Linked DNA regions of Mus musculus: region 1 is linked to region 2. A link is a contact called in public HiChIP or PLAC-seq data. All regions are on one chromosome and are shown on one strand. The core of a region is the stretch at or near the end of the contact, and the rest is flanking DNA. Distances in the headings are between cores, read along the strand shown.

Region 1 (6,482 bases), core at 3,815-6,314, 270 kb before region 2:
AATAATCATCTGCACTCTTAATCTGCACTCCAGCCTTACAGGTAGTGAATCAGCCTTTTCTTGGTTAGGCAAACAAGTAACACAATCTACCCAAGGTCACACAGAGCAGAACCGGAGCCACCATGGGGGCTGCCTAATATCAGGCTCCATCTCAACCCCAAGAGAGGGTCCGGACTAGGCAAGCACGAAGCTTCCCATCGATAGGCTATCATTTTCAGCCAGCACTAAGTATCATCTGCTGACCACAGGTTTACTGAGAAGCCACACTTCTGGGAAATTTCTTCACAGAGTCCTGAAGGGGGCTCTTGTGGCAACTCAGGCACAATCTGGTATTGTCTTGTAATAGGGGACAGTTGTCTAGTGAGATGGCGCTATCTCCCTCACAAGTCATTTAACCAACCTCTCTCAGTCTATTTTCCTCTTTGAAAGATAGAAATACCCAAGGGTTATTATAAGGGAAATACCATAAAACAAAGGGTTCTAGCCCATACAGTGAGTCTGGTACACAGCACACGGGGTTCCCAAATGACTCTTGGCAACCCATTCCTAGGCTCTGTCAGTATTCACTAAGGCCTGCCTAACTCTGGGGCCTCTGGAACTACGAAAAGAACATATGAAAGGAGAGAGGCCCACTTAAGAGAAGGCTTCTTCCTTCCTTCCTTCCTTCCTTCCTTCCTTCCTTCCTTCCTTCCTTCCTTCCTTCCTTTCTTTCTTTCTTTCTTTCTTTCTTTCTTTCTTTCTTTCTTTCTTTCTCTCTTTCTTTTTGGTTTTTCAAAATAGGGTTTTTCTGTGTAGCCCTGGCTGTCCTAGAACTCACTTTGTAGACCAGGCTGGCCTCGAACTCAGAAATCCGCCTGCCTCTGCCTTCCGAGTGCTGAGATTAAAGGCATGCACCACGGCTGCCCAGATGAGAAGGCTACTTTATGGTGTAGGGACTCTCAGGTCCCAGCTTAACATCTATGAAAAGCTGGGCATGGTGGCACATGCCTTTAATCCCACCACTCGTGAGGCTGAAGCAGGAGGATCACCTCAAACTGGAGGTGAGCTGGACTATAGAGCAAGATTTTTGTTTTAACACAAGAAAGCAAACAAGCAAGTCTCCTGTGGAGTGAGCTGACCCTGATGACTCTGACACATAGGGTGACTAACTGGGTCATTCACACTTGAAGACATACAGCCATGACACGTTTAAAGGCAGCCCTCACATTTGCAACACCACACAGATAGGTGTCCACCTCATTCCAGCTAGATGAACGTTATTCATCCAGTTAGCCCTATGGCCACAGACTATGAGGGGCTCTGTGTTTTATCTGCCTAGAAAATGTGGTCATTTGGACACTGCTCCCTGCCACTAGGGCAGCAACCATGCATGGCCTTAGACTAGGGAAGCACAGAAAGGTACCGACTGGGATTCTAAAGGGCATTGTGGATCCCATTCTATCACCATCAGTCCAGCCCCACTACTCATTCACAGATGCCACCATGCACCTGTCTGTGCTGTCACCCAACCTAGCTAACTAGTCTCTCACACAAACAACACAGTGTGCCAAGGCTACACTGTGATAGCCACATCTCAGGGATGAGCAGGGAGAAAGGACTTTCCTGGTCCATTCTCTTGTCAACCCATGAGGATTCTGGGAAGTCAGGTTCAGTACCCTAGCAGGACCGGAAGCAGGATGCATGCCCTCAGGCTCACTCCCTGAATTGGTAGCTATAACACAGGAAACTCAAACTGCAGATGACTCTAAAAGGAAGCCCACTGCCCTCAGTTCTCAGGGTCCACATTGCCTCAGTGACTATGTCAGCCTTGGATCCCGCTACAGCCATGAGCTACCACTGTGGCCAAAATGGGTGGGGTTCGAAACATCAAGAAGAGGGGTTTGATTGTCAGTTGCATACTTGGTACTGGATGAAAGTGCCTCTACCAAAAACATAGATCTTGGCAGAAGGCCAAGAACGCAGAACATTCTGGAAGGTGTAACCCTAGAGAGCAGACTGTGGGACTATGTGGAGCTAGGCTATGAGGAAGAGACACTTGTGAGGGATTGGCCACTGCGTGACTTGGAGTGCTGTTTGGGAACTGCGGTAGCCTCACCTGGGACCCAGTCCCTTTCGGTAGTTGAGATTCACTTTAATCTGAGGGGAGAAGTTCCGGTCCTCTCCCTGGAAGGGAGACTCCATGGGGGGTGGCTCATTCTTTCCTTTGTTCACCTCAGCACTGCCTTCTTCATCTCCATCGGACGTCTCCAGCCTAAAAGCTGGGGGGTTGGAGGCTGAAGTCATCCTGAGAGAGGAGGGTGCTCCTTATCGCTGAAACTTCTGTGGAGATGGAGATCTTAAGGTTCCCCTCTCTCTCTCATACCGCAGTGGGGTAGGCCTGGCTGGGACCTGGAGAAGGTGATGTAGAGAAAGGAGAGCAGGAGCTGGGGTAAAGACAGTGCTTGTTTACCATGCACAGAGTGCTGGCTTCTCTACCCAGCAAAGCATAAGCCACCTGTAGCAGTCCAAGGCCAGCTGCTGGAGGGATGGCTCAGTGGTTAAGAGCACTGGGCTACCTTTCCAGAGAATCGGGGTTCGGGGCCCAGCACTGCATGGTGGCTCACAACCCTCTGTCACTCCAGTTCCAGGGGATCTGATGTGTTCTGACCTCTGCAGGTATCAAGCACACACGTGGTACACACTCATATACAGAAAATAAGTAATAAATTGATAAAATATTTTAAAAAATAGAATTAGGAGCTAGAGGATCAGAAGTTCAAGGTCATCTGAAAATAGCCTGGGATACTCTGTCTCAAGAGAGAAAGAGAGAGAGGGAGAGGGAGAGTGGGAGAGGGAGAGGGAGGCGGGATGAGGAAAGAGCTGGATCAGAAAGGGCTTGCCACACAGCCTGGAGGAGCTGAGGATCCTGGGTGTCCACATAAAAAGCCACGGAATGAGGTATATCTTTAATTTCAGTGAAGAAAGGCAGGCAGAGACAAGAGGCTTGCTGGCCAGCCAGTCTAGCAGAGTTCAGTGAGACCCTAGCTCAAAAAAACAAAGCTGAGAACAATGAAAACAATCCACATCTACTTCTGGCGTCTACACACATCCAAAACCACACCTACATACACAAAAAAATAAAAATAAAAATAAAAATAAAAGAGAGCCATGCCTGGTGGTGCACGCCTTTAAACCCAGCGTTCAGGAGGCAGAGGCCAGCCAGGTCTACATAGTGAGTTCCAGGACCAAGGCTACATAATGAGACCCTGCCTCAAAAAACAAAAACAAAAACAAAAACAAAACAAAAAAAACAACAAAAACAAAACAAAACAACAACAACAGAAGGGGTGTGTATGTGTAGGAAGGAGAGTGGGAAACTGTTAGCTTTCCAAGAGGGAAAATCAGCGGTGAAGGAGAGAGGCAGTGTCAGGAAGATGTGCTGGGAGCAGGGACCTGACAGAGTTGTCACTTTGATATTATCTCACAGGAAGTCAGGACTGTCTTTATCCCCCTTGGGAATTTCTGATGTTCAAGAAGACTCAAATCCTATTTAGGGGTGAGAATGCTTGTGTTCACAACCCCACCCATTCTCTACCTGATATCAAGCCCAGTGCCCAATGGTACAGACAGATAAAACTTCAGTTGTTTGGCCAGCACAGGCCACGAAACCCTTAATGTAGAGAGGGAGCGATCCAGGGAACTACTGGTCTATCAGACCCTTCCTTTTGCTGCCAGAACAACCGCGACTCAGAAAAGAGAAGTGAGTTGCCACCTCGCTTCGTGTCCTGATGGTCCTCTTCAGTTCTCAGAACCCAATTACGTTCGTTTCCAGTCTGACTCATATCTGAGGGTATAAGACACCACCTCCGAAGGGGCTTTAGAGCTGGCAAGCGCTATCTGCCTTCCCACCTCAAACTGCACACTGGGTCTGGGGTTAGCTGACAGCTAACCTCACCCTCAACAGAAACAGCAACCACAGCCTCCATCACGTGGCCGGGGCTGGGACCTAGTTAGAGCTGGGGAGCCTCTGTCTTCCTCAGAGTTCAGAAACCGGAAGGAAAGAATCAGAGCCGGTCAGAAGACAGTGGGGGTAGGAAAAAGGGGCAGGGAACAGGTTGGTAGAAATAAGGGACAGAAAAAAACAGGGCCAAGAGAGGAAGCGGTAGTGTGGCCCCGGCCCACTCTCAATTTGTTACAGGATCCCAGTACACTCAGAGAACTGGGTGGGGCATTTTCCACAATAGCCAGGGGGCCTGACTGAGGTTTCACTTCTCTGCCCACCTTAGTAGGACATGGGCATCCTCCTTTTGCGCAGTCTAGCTTCCACCCTCAAGCAAATCCTGGCAGACGCTGCGTCTGACATCATTCCCAACCCCCAGCAGCAACAACTGTCTTCCAGAGGCTGTCTACCTTACCTCCTGGGATCCCCATTCTGGCAGCAGAGAAAGAGGCCTGGAGGTTCAGGGAGCCAGATCCCACGCAGACCCTTATTCCAAGATGGAGATGCCGGGAGACCAATCCAATCATTCACTGTCATACTTCCAGACGCAACCCCTAGGACATCCTGAAATAGCCCATCGACTTACCCCTCAGGCTGAAGTCAAGGCGTAGCGGCAGCAGACTACAAGCCAGGATCACCAAGCCTAGCGGGACTCTCCAGCAGCGGGGATTGAGAGAGGAAGTGCCGCGGAAGCCTCCGTAGCTGGCCGTAGCTTTCTCTGTATCGTCCACCCTCCACCTGTTCGTCGCACACAGTGGATAGTGCGGGCTTAACGCCAACCTGTCAAGGACCAGTGACTGGCCACTGGGCTGATCATCAGGACCACTGGCCACACCCTGCTTTCGCGAGACACGCCCTGCTCCTCCATCGGTGCACTTCCACCCACAACTGTAGCCAGAGAAGCCCCTGGGGCAGTCAGAGGAAGTTCTGGGGTGGTGGGACCTAGGCTTGGGTGGAAGCTGGCACAGGTGTGGGATTCATGCCCTAAAACACTGACGCCCACCCCTCCTGATTCTTAACACCGTGTGCCCTCCCCCGGCCATTTGGTTCATCACTGTCCGACCCAAGGGAGAGAAGAATGGGATAGCCCCAGAGAGAGAAGAGGTTCAGTCTAGCATTTGCCCCAGAGAATGCAGCCCAACCCATCCAGCCATTATTTCCATCTAAGGAAGATTCGCTCAGCGTCCTGACCCCAGGGATCCCCCGAGTATCCATTTACAAGGGCACTTCCAGAAACAGCCAGCAGGTGGCAACCGTGTGGCCAACAGGAATGGCTGAAATTGTACAGCCCCGGCACTGCCAGGGAGAACAAGGACCAGCTCTCCCTCTCTTTTTCGCCGGAAGACCTCTGTCCTTGCTCCACATCCCAAATTTTGTTTGATTGGTCCAAAGCACTAATTTCTCTCCCGTGAGAATGTTCTACCAAACCGGTCCCCCTGCTTCTCCGCTGCTACACTCATACGTCACACCCCATTCTTATACCAACTAAGGTGGTCTGCTAAAAATATAAACCAGGGGCCAGCGTTTAGCTTTAATGGTAGACTTAGTGGCATATGTAAGGCCCTGTGTTTGACCCCCAGTATCAGTAATCAAAGAAAAACTAAATAACAAAAATTAATTAATTAATGTCACCCCCACCTCCAAGCCACTTTTTCATAGCACTAAAAATAAAACCCAAACTTCATACAACAACCTCATGCAGCCCAGAGGCCCGCCCCAGTCATGTCACCTTCACCATGCTACACTCCAGACCTGTACCGTCCAGTATGGCAGTCATTAGCCACGGCAGCTATTTAGATTTTAGTTTGGTTTACACTTTTACCTGCGGCAAGGACTTGATATGAAACCAACTGTGGCAATCCTCCTGCCTCTCTCTCTACAGTGCTGGTGTTATAACTGTGCCTCCATGGTTGGTCATCTTTCAGATGAGTCCACTGTAAGGCAAAACTCAGCAAATACTAGCTGGCATGGCCCTCCACTCTTCCCAAATATGTCCTGTTTTCTCTGTAGTACAAGCTGTCTCACCTGCTAGGAGCAACAAGCAACACACACACACACACACACACACATATACGCACACACACAGTAGCATCGCCATCATGGCCACATACCTTAGTTCTAAGCATCTTCTGCTTGTGTTTGTGTTTCTTTGTTGGTTTTATAGTGCTTGAACATGGGCATGCCAGGCCAGCCTCTACCACAGCTTCCTGCTCTATTTTCTGTTTAAACATCACTTCCTCTCAGTAGAGCTAGACCAGCTAGACCCTAAACTGGGGGGAGGGGCCCTAGAAACGTACTCCTAAGACACCTGCCTTGCCCCTGGCAGAGGCTGATTTGTACTGTGCTGCCTGCCCCCTATAATAACATACTTAGCCATCCACTGTTGCTCAAATGTGCTTAGGACTGCAAGTGCAGAGTAATGCCAGCACTTCTGTTTAGCTGGGCGAGGCCCCAAGAGGTGACTCCTTGCAGCAGGAACCAAGCCACGTATATGCATTTAAGC
Region 2 (6,333 bases), core at 2,680-5,179:
GTTTTCTACCTTTCTAATGTTGTGACCCTTTAAAATAGTTCAAGTTGTGGTGACCCTCGGCCATAAAATTATTTTCATTGCTACTTCATAACTGTCAACTTTGCTAATGTTATGAATCACAATGTAAACATTTGTGTTTTCCAGTGGTCTCAGGCAGCCCTGTGAAAGGGTCCTTTGACCCCAAGGCCTCACCTATAGGTTGAGAACCACTGACTTTGGGGTTTCTTCATTGTCATTTTCCTCCCAAAACCATTTCATTTCAAAGCCCAGTGATGAAAACTTTCTCAGAATGCAATCCGTTTCCACAGCAACCTACCTCTGTGTATCAAAATGGCAGCCAGATTGCTGAGTACCATGTGCAGCTCAGGGTGATTTATCTCTCTTGCCAGATCTGACGCCCTCTGCATATAAATGTAGGCATCATCAAAGTGGCCCTGTGCATCCAGAGTAGTAGCCAAGTCACTCATCAGCACAATGGTCTATAAAAAAGAAACAAGAGCCTTTTCTTTAGAAACACCTATGTAAAACATTAAACTGGAATTCATTACACTGCATATATACAAGTCTTCAACTTTACTAGAATTCCACAAAGTTAGAGGGACAAATTGCAGATATCTGTTGATCACACTGTGCTGCAGACATTGTCAATTGCACACTATGGCAAGTACCTATGAACACTCAGAATGGGGCAGGATATTCTGCCCTGGATGGATTGGAAGTGGGGAGCCAGCACCACCAAATGCCCCACTGTATTACAGCAGCACTACTGCTCCAATCCCAATCCTCCCTAGGAAGAAACAGATCACCTGTACTATGGAGGGTCTCATTATGACTTTGGAACTGAGAAACACAAATGGTGCTCTGAATTCCAGGCTTGCTTCTTACTATTCCCCAACGACATGCATCAGGCTCTCTGCATTTAGTCCTAAATATTCCATGTTCAGTCTAATTTGTTTACTTGGTGGACTACAGTTATCAAACAGAGCAGTCAACTCCTACCTCAAGAATGGTTTTTGCAAGAAGAAGTAGAGATGATCTCAAGTCTGTATTAATCCCCCCCACCCTGCTCTCCAACCCACCCACTCCTGCTTCCTGGCCCTGGCATTCCCCTGTACTGGGGCATATAAAGTTTGCAAGTCCAATGGGCCTCTCCTTCCAGTGATGGCCGACTGGGCCAGCTTCTGACACATATGCAGCTAGAGACACAAGCTCATGGGGTACTGGTTAGTTCATATTGTTGTTCCACCTATAGGGTTGCAAACCCCTTCAGCTCCTTGGGTGCTTTCTCTAGCTCCTCAATTGGGGGGCCCTGTGTTCCATCCAATAGATGACTGTGAGCATCCACTTCTGTGTTTGCCAGGCATTGGCATAGCCTCACAAGAGACAGCTATCTAGGATCCTGTCAGCAAAATCTTGCTGGCATATGCAATAGTGTCTGGGTTTGGTGGCTGTTTATGGGATGGATCCCTGAGTGGGGCAGTCTCTGGATGGTCCTTCCTTCCATCTCAGCTCCAGACTTTGTCTCTATAACTCCTTCCATGGGTGTTTTGTTCCCCATTCTATGGAGGGACGAAGTATCGACCCTTTGGTCTTCCTTCTTCTTGAGTTTCATGTGTTTTGCAAATTGAATCTTGGGTATTCTAAATTTCTGGGCTAATATCCACTTATCAGTGAGTACATATCATGTGAGTTCTTTTGTAATTGGATTACCTCACTCAGGATGATATCCTCCAGAACCATCCATTTGCCTAAGAATTTCATAAATTTATTGTTTTCAATAGCTGAGTAGTACTCCACTGTATAAATGTACCACATTTTCTGTATCCATTCCTCTGTTGAGGGACATCTGGGGTCTTTTCAGCTTCTGGCTATTATAAATAAGGCTGCTATGAACATAGTGGAGCATGTGTCCTTATTACCAGTTGGAACATCTTCTGGATATATGCCCAGGAGAGGTATTGCTGGATCTTCCGGTAGTACTATGTCCAATTTTCTGAGGAACCGCCAGACTGATTTCCAGAGTGGTTGTACCAGCTTGCAATCCTACCAGCAATGGAGGATTTGTTCTTCTTTCTCCACATCCTTGCCAGCATCTGTTGTCACCTGAATTTTGCTCTTAGCCATTCTGACTGGTATGAGGTGGAATCTCAGGGTTGTTTTCATTTGCATTTCCCTGATGATTAAGGATGTTGAACATTTTTTCAGGTGCTTCTCAGCCATTTGGTATTCCTCAGTTGAGAATTCTTTGTTTAGCTCTGTACCCCATTTTTCTGATTTTTTTGGAGTCCAGCTTCTTGAGTTCTTTATATATATTGGATATTAGTCGCCTATCTGATTTAGGATTGGTAAAGATCCTTTCCCAATCTGTTGGTGGCCCTTTTGTCTTGTTGACAGTGTCCTTTGCCTTACAGAAACTAATTTTATGAGGTCCCATGTGTCAATTCTTGATCTTACAGCACAAGCCTTTGCTGTTCTGTTCAGGAATTTTTCCCCTGTGCCCGCATCTTTGAGGGTTTTCCCCACTTTCTCCTCTATAAGTTTTAGTGTCTCTGGTTTTATGTGGAGCTCCTTGATCCACGTAGACTTGCGCTTTCTACAAGGAGTTAAGAATGGATCAATTTGCATTCTTCTACATGATAACCAACAGCTGAGCCAGCACCATTTGTTGAAAATGCTGTCTTTTTTCCCCTGGATGGTTTTAGCTCCTTTGTCAAAGATCAAGTGACCATAAGTGTGTGGGTTCATTTCTGGGTCTTCAATTCTATTCCATTGATCTACCTGTCTGTCACTGTACCAGTACCATGCAGTTTTTATCACAGTCGCTCTGTAGTACAGTTTTAGGTCAGACATGGTGATTCCACCAGAGGGTCTTTTATTGTTGAGAATAGTTTTTGCTATCCTAGGTTTTTTTGTTATTCCAGATGAATTTGCAAATTTCCCTTTCTAACTCAGTGAAGATTGAGTTGGAATTTTGATGGGGATTGCATTGATCTGTAGATTGCTTTCAGCAAAATAACCATTTTTACTATATTAGTTCTGCCAATCCATGAGCATGGGATCTTTCCATCTTCTGAAATCTTCAATTTCTTTCTTCAGAGACTTGGAAATTCTTATCATACAGAACTTTCACTTCCTTAGTTAGAGTCACGCCAAGGTATTTTATATTATTTGTGACTATGGTGAAGGGTGTTGTTTCCCTAATTTCTTTCTCAGTGTGTTAATCCTTTGTGTAGAGAAAGGCCATTGGTTTAATTTTATATACAGCTACTGCACTGAAGCTGTTTATCAGATTTAGGAGTTCTCTGGTGGAATTTTTAGGGTCACTTATATATACTATCATATCATCTGCAAATAGTGATATTTTGACTTCTTCATTTCCAATTTGTATCCCCTTGATCTCCTTTTGTTGTCTAATTGCTCAGGCTAGGACTTCAAGTACTATATTGAATAGGTAGGGAGAAAATGGGCAGCCTTGTCTAGTCCCTGATTTTAGTGGGACTACTTCAAGTTTCTCTCCCTTTAGTTTAATGTTGGCTACTGGTTTGCTATATATTGCTTTTAATAGTGTTTTTATAAGTTATGGCCACAGCTCAGTGGTAGAGCCCTTGCCTTGAATTTATGAGGTCCTAGTTTTAATCTCTAGTCCTGCCCCCCTCTCCCTGCCCCATCCCAAATTCAAAAATCTCTACTTCCTCACCTCCCAGTTACCCAGGAGAAAAAGATACTTCTATATGAACTAAATAGTTACTTGCAAGGTTCTGATTGGTATGGAAGAAGCCCCTGGGTCTAGTCCCCAGCTCCAGGAGGAAGAAAAAAAAGATTCTAAGAGTCTACAAACCACTGTAAACATGAGGCTACATATTCTGAAGCCCCTGGGTTAAAAGTCTGCCTTGTACAAAGACTACTGTATAAACCATGACTCAGAAAAGGGCCTATGCAGTGCCAGTGACTTAGTCAGCAATCTCAAACCCTTCCTGAAACAAGTAGTTGGGAGTAGTGAAAGCTGGTGGAAAAAAAATGAACAGACCGGGGAGTGGCAGGATTCCATACATCTGGATATCAACCTGCATTCCTTATGACATTTCACATGGCTAACCATGTCTTGCCACACCCATAACTGATGCTAGTCACTGAATGTAGAACTTTACCAGTGCCATGCAAGCTGAAATACGCCCCCAGCCCTTTGGCATGGGAGCTCACCAACTTTGCCCAGCACCCTTGAACCTGTGACCTTATGACCCTCTACAGAGTACCTGTGCCACCGGGCAGGCCTGGCTTACATACACTGTTTCATCTCTTACCTGTGGGTGTCTTTCTCCTTGTATTTCTTGACAAATCTGCAGGGCTTTTTCATACATCCTTTGTGCCTGTGATAGCTGCTTGGAGAATAGCAGATAGCGTGCACAAGAGTCTAAGCACATACCAAGGAGGAGGTAAGTATTGGCTGTTTCTTCTAAAAGAAAAATAAAAGCGTTGCAAGGATGTAATAGAAGTTATATACAAAGGTCAAAAAGCAAGCCACTGTACTTCATCTTTGTGGCTACCAGGCTTCACTGAATGCTTCAGATACTTAAACTCTTAACCACAAGAAACTGTTCAGGTGGGCAGACAACCAATTAAATGAGAAAAGTGACAAGTAGCTGCCTGAAATCATGGACCTCCCCCTCCTTTTGAATAGATGAAAAAGTCAATATTGAATATCTTAAAGTTGGGAACTAGTATTCAGAAAAGATGATTAAGATAAACCCGAAGTAGAATGAGCCAACCGCAAAAAGAGTAGAGGGCCAATGGATGTTATTTTAGGGTTTAAGAAAAAAATGCAGTAAGAAACCAAGAAAACTCAGAATTCTGTAATGGAAAGAACATGGTCCAGTTTTCAAAGACTAAGGGCTGGGACAGACAGAACTGAGTACAGACTCCACACAGCCGATGCCACATGAAGAGCGGAGGCTGCAGATCCAGACATCAGCGCCCAGTGTCAGCTACTGCTAGACCTCCAGACACGGCCCAAATAATGTAGGAAAAGTGATGGGTGGGAACAAGTCAAAGTTCACAAAGAACTAGAAACAGGATTCGGGGTGTTTTGTTTTATTTTCTATAGCCTAAGCTGGCTTCAAACTTCTATCAGTCCCCCTGCCTCAGCTTATTAGCTAATTTTAGTTAAGTAACTATCACACACCATTTGAAGATGACCAATTAAATTCACCAGAGCTATCACTCCTTCTCCATCCTTTAAGGTTTCCAGGAAATTCTCAAATGTTATAAAAATGTTTGAAAATATTTGTTACTAAGTAACACTATGAGCAGTCACTGAGGAGACAGTTCAAGCAAAAGAACACAGTCGTGGTGGATAAGCATAGGAGTCTCAACATTATCAGATTAGGAAAGTTGGAAAAATAAGAAGTTTAAAACAGAGAAATCTAAAAATAATTTGCCTTTGCTTAATCAAAAGCCAATTACAATGTTTAGGGCTGGGGCTCATTTTGTAGGATGCTTACCTATCTTTCATGAGGCCCTGGGTTTGACCACAGCATAGCACTGCCCAGGTTTCAGAGAATACACCAAGATCCCAGCATTTGGAAATAGAGGTGAGAGGATAAGAAGAGTTCCTCCTCAGCTACACAGTGAGTGCAGTACGGGACTCATAAAGCCTTTTCAGAAATCAAAGTTGGGAGTGGTTTAGAGAGATGGCCCAGCAGCTAAGAGTGTACACTTGACAGGCATGAAGACTAGCATTCAGATCCCAGAACCCATGTGAAAAACACCTCCTATGTCCACCCTCACTACCCTTCCTTCCTTGAGATAGGCCTATGGCTTGCAATCCTCTAGCACTCAACCTCTTGGGTCCTACCATGGCCCACTTAATTGTCTTTAAATGGTTCTGTATTTTCTAAATGGTCTTTTAAAATCATTCAACTATAAAATGCATTCATCAATATAACTTAAAAAGACAGAGGGCTAGGCATTGACTAGCATATGTAAGTCCCTGGGTCCAAAACCAAACAAGCAGACAACAAGGACAAATGACAAGCAATTCTAGGGTACAGTTACTACTGCTACATGTAAAGGAGAGGATGCAATTAATGAGGTACAACTCTAATAATATTTCCTAAAAAATACTTTAAAATATAACTTAAATTCATCACACATTCTGACCACAAAAACATTTGGTTCCCAGCAGCCATGCTGGGCACTTACTCCAGGTCCAGGTGATCTAACACCTTCTTCTGGAATCTGAAGGCACCTGCACTCACACGCACATATCTACACACAGAATATTTTGTATGTGTATGCATACATATATACACAACATACACATAACTATGTATGTGT

The links. HiChIP or PLAC-seq counts read pairs in DNA pulled down with a chosen protein or histone mark.
Region 1: a contact with region 2 is called in a CTCF HiChIP or PLAC-seq map of the NIH/3T3 cell line, with 6 read pairs. The contact joins the promoter of Trpv2 here to the enhancer-like site in region 2. A contact is called at or near these places in 3 of 39 promoter capture datasets (the 3T3-L1 cell line, embryonic stem cells and hippocampal neurons), 1 of 15 datasets of contacts at CTCF or cohesin (the NIH/3T3 cell line), 3 of 484 Hi-C or Micro-C datasets (CD4 T cells, double positive thymocytes and natural killer cells) and 4 of 9 other capture datasets (adipose tissue, embryonic stem cells, liver and 1 more).

The regions. Positions count from the first base shown.
Region 1 is chr11:62,574,209-62,580,690 of GRCm38.p6, reverse strand. Trpv2 (transient receptor potential cation channel, subfamily V, member 2) reads right to left here and starts at 5,064. Exons shown (of 15, transcript NM_001382489.1): 1 at 4,566-5,064; 2 at 2,096-2,388. The coding sequence starts at 2,283.
Region 2 is chr11:62,307,162-62,313,494 of GRCm38.p6, reverse strand. Ttc19 (tetratricopeptide repeat domain 19) reads right to left here. Exons shown (of 10, transcript NM_028360.2): 8 at 4,302-4,453; 9 at 317-479. It also overlaps the pseudogene Gm12275. Among named protein-coding and RNA genes, the nearest start is that of Ttc19, 29 kb to the right of the region's middle. Within about 2 kb of position 3,929, at least 7 of the 459 cell types and tissues checked have an H3K27ac peak or open chromatin away from gene starts, as enhancers often do. A contact at or near this core is called in the NIH/3T3 cell line, where this site is marked.